Linked DNA regions of Mus musculus: region 1 is linked to region 2. A link is a contact called in public Hi-C data. All regions are on one chromosome and are shown on one strand. Each heading gives the region's core, a stretch centred on a gene start, on an enhancer-like site or on the middle of the called end of the contact. The rest is flanking DNA. Distances are from core to core; before and after follow the strand shown.

Region 1 (2,700 bases), core at 126-2,625, 68 kb after region 2:
GTCTCTCTGAAAGATACTGTTGTCATTTGGTTCTAAGCCTGTTCCACTTTATTGCCTTTTAGTATGAGGGCAGGAAAAACAGGTTCTTACTTAAAATTGGAGTTGTTATGGAAGGTGCCAGGTTTGGACTGTCTTCGTATTTCAGGGATGTGACAAGCCTTTGCTATTGAAGCTTTCTAGTTGGCAGCGTTAGTAGGTGCACGTTGACATTTCTGTCTACATTCCTGTGTCTTAGAGGGAAAATAAGTTTGCCAGTGTTTATCTTCCTGAGTATTACTTGACATTAGTGCTGCCCGAGAAGCCAAACTTGCTTGAACCAGTCACCCAGATGGCCAGACTGGGTGGCGAACCTGCCTTAACGATGCTCGGCGGTTGACACGTGGGGCTGTGAGGTGTGCTGCTCCCTCGTCTGTGCCAGGCATGCAGAGCGTGTTCTTTGATGGGGTGAGACAGATGGTACCCTGCAATCTAAAATGATGAGGCAGGAAAGAAAAGTTGAAAAAAAAAGTAGAGAAAGGGCATTTGATTTTCTAATTCACATTTCGGAAGTGAATTCGAGCCTCTGTGATTGACTAACACATGCAGTGTTGCTCTAAGACATGAATCCATTAGCGTCTGTTTGAACAGATCTGAGTAATCGGCAGGAAGCAAGCTTTTCCTTCATGGCTACTGTCCCAAATTTCATGGGGTTGCCTCCAGATCCAGATTTGGGCCCTTGAAAGACAGCGCAGATCAATCTAGATTTTCAGAGTAACACATCCCATACCACCCATCTCAACCAACAGAGGACAAAGGGCTGACTTTCATTTTCATGCTAGAATATATATTTAGATATTTCTACACATACATGTATCAATAGGAGTGGGGGGGGGGGGTACAAGTGCCTGGCGAAGTAGCCATGATAAGGATAATTAATCAGTCTTCATACAGCTGCTTCCTGACATTTCTGCAAATCGTTGTGGAAAAATTAATGAAGGTTAAATCAGTAATGGTTTCAAGCTTGGCCAGTGGAAAGTATGACACTGTTTCCATCAGCAAGTAAGTTGGGCTGCTTTTTTTTTTTTTTTTTTTCTTTCTTTCTATAGGGGAAGTGGTTTGCTGTGCATTCTTCACAGGAACTGGAAAGGCGCAGCTGGCCTGTGTGTGCTGCAGGTATGCAGGAGCATTCTGGGAGTGCTCCACTGACTGCCTTTGATCGACGGCACTGACTTGCCTCTTGTGCCGCTTGTAGAACAGGAATATTCTTTCTACAAGTTTTATTTGAAAGATCCAGTGAGAACGCAGGCCTTCTGTTGGCCTGCCATCCAGAGAGGCCGATGCTCTGTGAATGTGAACTTTAGGAGGTAGAGTGTGGAATTTATGACAAACAGAAAGTGAAACTCACCTCGTCCAGTTTATTTTTCAAGCTGAAGGTGGTTCAGCACAAGCCCAGTTCACATCCTGCGTAACCCTATGGGATTTCCCCAGCAGTAGTTAAAAATTTTCCCATAGGGTCACACAGGATGTGAATTAAGTAAACACTTAACAGGCACGATGAAAGGAAATCAGCTTTCTAAATGGTCCTTTCACTGTTAGCATCCTGTCCTTATTAGAAACCTGGGTAAGGGCCACGCAAGTGTCTCTTTCTCAAGCCATGACATTATTAATTGAATGTATTAATCTTCTTTGTTACATAAGACATGCATTTTCTTATAGAAGAAACGGAATCTCTCATGGGCATTTTTCATGTGTGTTTGACTTGTATGTGTGGGGGCTGGTTGTATATATGAGTGTGTCCGTTTGCATTGAGGCCAGAAAGCAACCTCAAGTGTCATACATACACCTTATCTTTTTGAGGCAGGGTCTCTCGTGGACACTATGCCATGTCTCTTTAGCTGTCTTCTTCAGTGTCACCTTCAAGTGGTGGCAGTAGAGGAAAATCAAGCTCTATAGCCTGGCAAATAACCCAGGCCCAGTACATCTTTATTACCATCTATTAAATACATCTATCTATATTATTTATATCAGTATTATCTATCTATCTATCTATCTATCTATCTATCTATCTATCTATCTATCTATCTATCTATCTAATTATGAGGTACAGATGAATAGATAGATGAAAGTTATATAGATATAATTTTGATCTACCTATTATGTCCTCATCTGTGCTTTGAGATCTAATTTAAATGTCACTTCTTAATATACCTTTTTTTTTTTTTTTTGTGCAGTTCCTCCGGGTACCTAAAACATACACATTTTGCCCATGGTGTTCCTCTACTGGTTTAGATAATTCTTTACTCTTAAATTATGTTAGCTCTCACCATTCACATGGAAAAGTGTGAATTTAGTGATCTTACACTTATTGGTAAAGTTTTATTTCTCTTTTTGTAAGACACACTCAACATAAAGTCCAGCTTAGTACTAAAGATACTGTGCACTTCCTGTACACAATGCTGGGAAGGGGCCAGCGTTTGCTGGAAGTGGAAGAATTTAGGTCTGACCCTGGGGTTGTTACTACATGGTAACTGCCTGTCATCTCTGAATGAACAAAGCATTACTCTACAGGGAAAGTGAAATAAGTAAGAATGGGGTTCTGAAAGTGTGCTTTCTACCACCGAGCCGCAGCCAAGCGTTTTTGTGGGAAGGGGTGGAGGTGTATACATGTATGTGTGCATGCTTATGTGCAGCCCGAAGACAATCTTTCATTTCTCACTGCCA
Region 2 (2,834 bases), core at 69-2,568:
AAGGTGTCACCTTTGCTGTTCCAGAGAAGTCAGATACTTCTAAAACAAAAGCCCGCAATGCTCTGTCAGAGTGACAGTCTTGTTGCTAAGAGCCCTTTGCTAGTCGTGTAGGCAGGGCAGCCAGTAACATCAGGTACTGAGATCAACTCTATCACAGATCCCTTCTGTGTGGCTGATAAATTTGCATGACAACAGTGGAAATCTGCATTATTCGGAGAATCGCCAAGTAAGGCTAACAAGGAGGAGGACATAGCAAGCAGGCGAGGTGTTCAAATCCTGAGGCTGAATTTTAGGGTCTGTGATAGCCAGTTTCCTTCATTGTTCGCCGTAGGAAACTTGGAGGGGAACATTTTTAGATATTCAGATAGAAAATATGTCAAAATCCAGCCTTTTCTGATCTGCAAGCTGCACATATGTTTGAGTAGGATGGGAAAGGAACAAATAACTTGAATTATTATTATAATTGTGATACACGTAAAAAGATATTTTTCTCCTCATAAAACAACAACAACAACAACAACAACCTAACAATCCAGGCTTTATGCCATCATTAATATTTTGTCACTTGCTTGGTTAAGATCTCATCATTTCTTATTTTCATGCACCCATTTGTTGAACAGTGGTCATGCTCATGAGCTATTAATCTTAATGAGCACATAAATGTTCCACATGTAGCAGGTGTATGTAACACACACCATAATTATTCCTATAAATGATCCAACCACTTCTGAACAATTATAACCGCAAAGACAGGGAGCAGAATGTCAGCTTCTGTGGTGTACCTTGTTATTAAGTTTTATTCCACTTAAAAGCATGTTTTCCAGAGACAAAAGATTCACAACTGCAGTTTGTACTATTTTCCTACCTTCAGTTGAGGAAACAGCCATGACTATGGATCTCCTGTGGCGACTATGTATCTCCTGTGGTGACTATGTATCTCCTGTGGTGACAATGTATCTCTGGACTGCTTGAGTCTAATGTTCTTAGGCCATGTGTGTTATAAGCAGAAATTGTGCTTTGAAAGTTGTGAGTAGAATTAACAATGCTGTGGCATTTTGTGAGATGGCTGGTTGGTACTGTTTGATGCTTAGAAAGAGATGCTAAAACTTACTAAACAGCTTGTTACGGTGGGAGCATGTTTAAAGCAACTATTCCTGGTTCTGTCTGTTGAACTTAAACTTCAGCCACTTACTGTGGCACATTGACTTCAGGTCTGTTGTAAGAAAGTCTAAATGTAGGCTGTTGAATAATCCCTTTGAGGGCCCTGTGACTATTTTTATGCCTGGATATGCGTCATCAGTGGGTATTTTCTCTGGTGACTCGCTTACATCAGGTCTCCTTCCATACATTCTCCCAGCGAGTGACTTATGATTGATGGGAGCCACGGCTGTTGTTTAGCTTTATCTGTGACCTCAGCGAGTGGACAACAGGAATTTCCAGGCTGTTAAATTCCCTGCATGCCTGAAGACAGGGGCTCACGGTGTTGATCAAGGCAGGTAGTGAGGGATATTATTCACCAGTGATGACGGGGGAGGGACAGAAGAAGAAGGGGGAGGGAGAAAGAGGGGAAGGGAGGGGAATTCCTTTTGTGAACAGCCGAATCCCTGGCTCAGCTCTTTCCTTAGCTCTTCGCTGTGGCTGCCTGTGGGGAAAGGTGCATTTCCGGACCGAGAAAGTGGATAGTTAGAACCCCCGCTGTGGGCAGCTGGGGGAGGAGGGTGGCAACTCTGGGTTGGATAGAGCTGCATAGGATTCTAATTAGTTAAGAGGTTGCCTTTCATATCTGCTGGAAAGATCCATGAGCAGCTGAATTGTTGTTGCTGTTGTTAGCCATGAATAAGAGCAGAGGTTCTAAATTTTAAGATGTTGAGTAGGCACAGTGATAAGAATTTTGTGTTTGAGTTTAGTTGGCTATCCATGTAGCACTGATTTTATTTTTTAACCTGCACCTTATTTTGACAAGCTATGGAGACCTGTGCATTTGTGTATATGTGTGGAGATGAATTATAACTAACACACAGGAATTTTTAATTTGCTTCCTTTCCCACTTTTTTTTTTCTTTCGAACGAATGTAAGATTACTAAACTGTAGCCAGATTGGCCCCAATATCTAAAACGCTGTGTGTGCTCTCCCCCAAATGGTCTGTCTGTCTGTCTCCACACCACTTCTTTCCTCCTCTTTATCTTCCTGTCTTTATCATTTCCTCCTGCTACTTGTTTGCAGAAGTGATTCCCAATTTCCTGTGGCGTGAAGGAAGGCGGGGCTTAAGCAGGTGGGTGGGGGTCACATGTGAGGCAGGGCACACTAGGCTGCCTCTGTGGGTGGCGATCTTTCTGGTGATGATTTTGGTTTCTTTAAATGCCAATTAGACAAAATGTAAACACTCTTTTTACTGAAATGCAATTATAACATTTACTCATTTAGGTAGAATTACTTTTCTGGTCTTTTAAGACGATTTCCACTATGAAAAGAAATTACTGATTTTGCTTACCAATTTTGTTATTTCCCCCACACACCCCTTCCAAAATCAGGGCATTTTCTCTTAATGTAGCATTACCAGTCTTACTGCAACAACTTTCTTGATAGTTTGCTTCCTAGGAACCAAATTAGGAGATAATCTCTGCCTCTGGTACCCTGAGAAAGAAGTGTGGGGTGAAGAAACTGTCTGGAAGTATTTTATTCATAGCTCTTTGGTTTCATTCTGTTCCATGAAGTGGGCATGGGACATTTTGTAATTATTTTTGTCTCTTCCTTTCACATGAGCCTTCCTAATGGCAAAAACCTATCACCTGCCAAGTCATGTTGTTTCAGTTTTGGTCATTTAAAATTCGAAT

Evidence for each region. Hi-C and Micro-C count contacts between places; a contact is called where the count stands out from the background.
Region 1: a Hi-C map of muscle stem cells shows a contact between it and region 2, with 2.0 times the contacts expected there. The contact joins two enhancer-like sites. A contact is called at or near these places in 3 of 15 datasets of contacts at CTCF or cohesin (CD8 T cells, the NIH/3T3 cell line and large pre-B cells), 9 of 484 Hi-C or Micro-C datasets (CD4 T cells, CD8 central memory T cells, DN3 thymocytes and 6 more), 8 of 115 datasets of contacts at active chromatin or transcription factors (CD8 T cells, a beta-TC-6 cell line, effector CD8 T cells and 4 more) and 1 of 9 other capture datasets (liver).

Annotation. Positions count from the first base shown.
Region 1 is chr10:14,084,931-14,087,630 of GRCm38.p6, forward strand. All of the region lies in intron 2 of Hivep2 (human immunodeficiency virus type I enhancer binding protein 2), which reads left to right. Among named protein-coding and RNA genes, the nearest start is that of Gm51759, 41 kb to the right of the region's middle. Within about 2 kb of position 1,376, at least 164 of the 459 cell types and tissues checked have an H3K27ac peak or open chromatin away from gene starts, as enhancers often do. A contact at or near this core is called in CD8 T cells, Th1 cells, muscle stem cells and 3 more, where this site is marked.
Region 2 is chr10:14,016,618-14,019,451 of GRCm38.p6, forward strand. The region is part of intron 1 of Hivep2 (human immunodeficiency virus type I enhancer binding protein 2); the gene reads left to right. Among named protein-coding and RNA genes, the nearest start is that of Hivep2, 52 kb to the left of the region's middle. Within about 2 kb of position 1,319, at least 168 of the 459 cell types and tissues checked have an H3K27ac peak or open chromatin away from gene starts, as enhancers often do. A contact at or near this core is called in CD8 T cells, Th1 cells, muscle stem cells and 3 more, where this site is marked.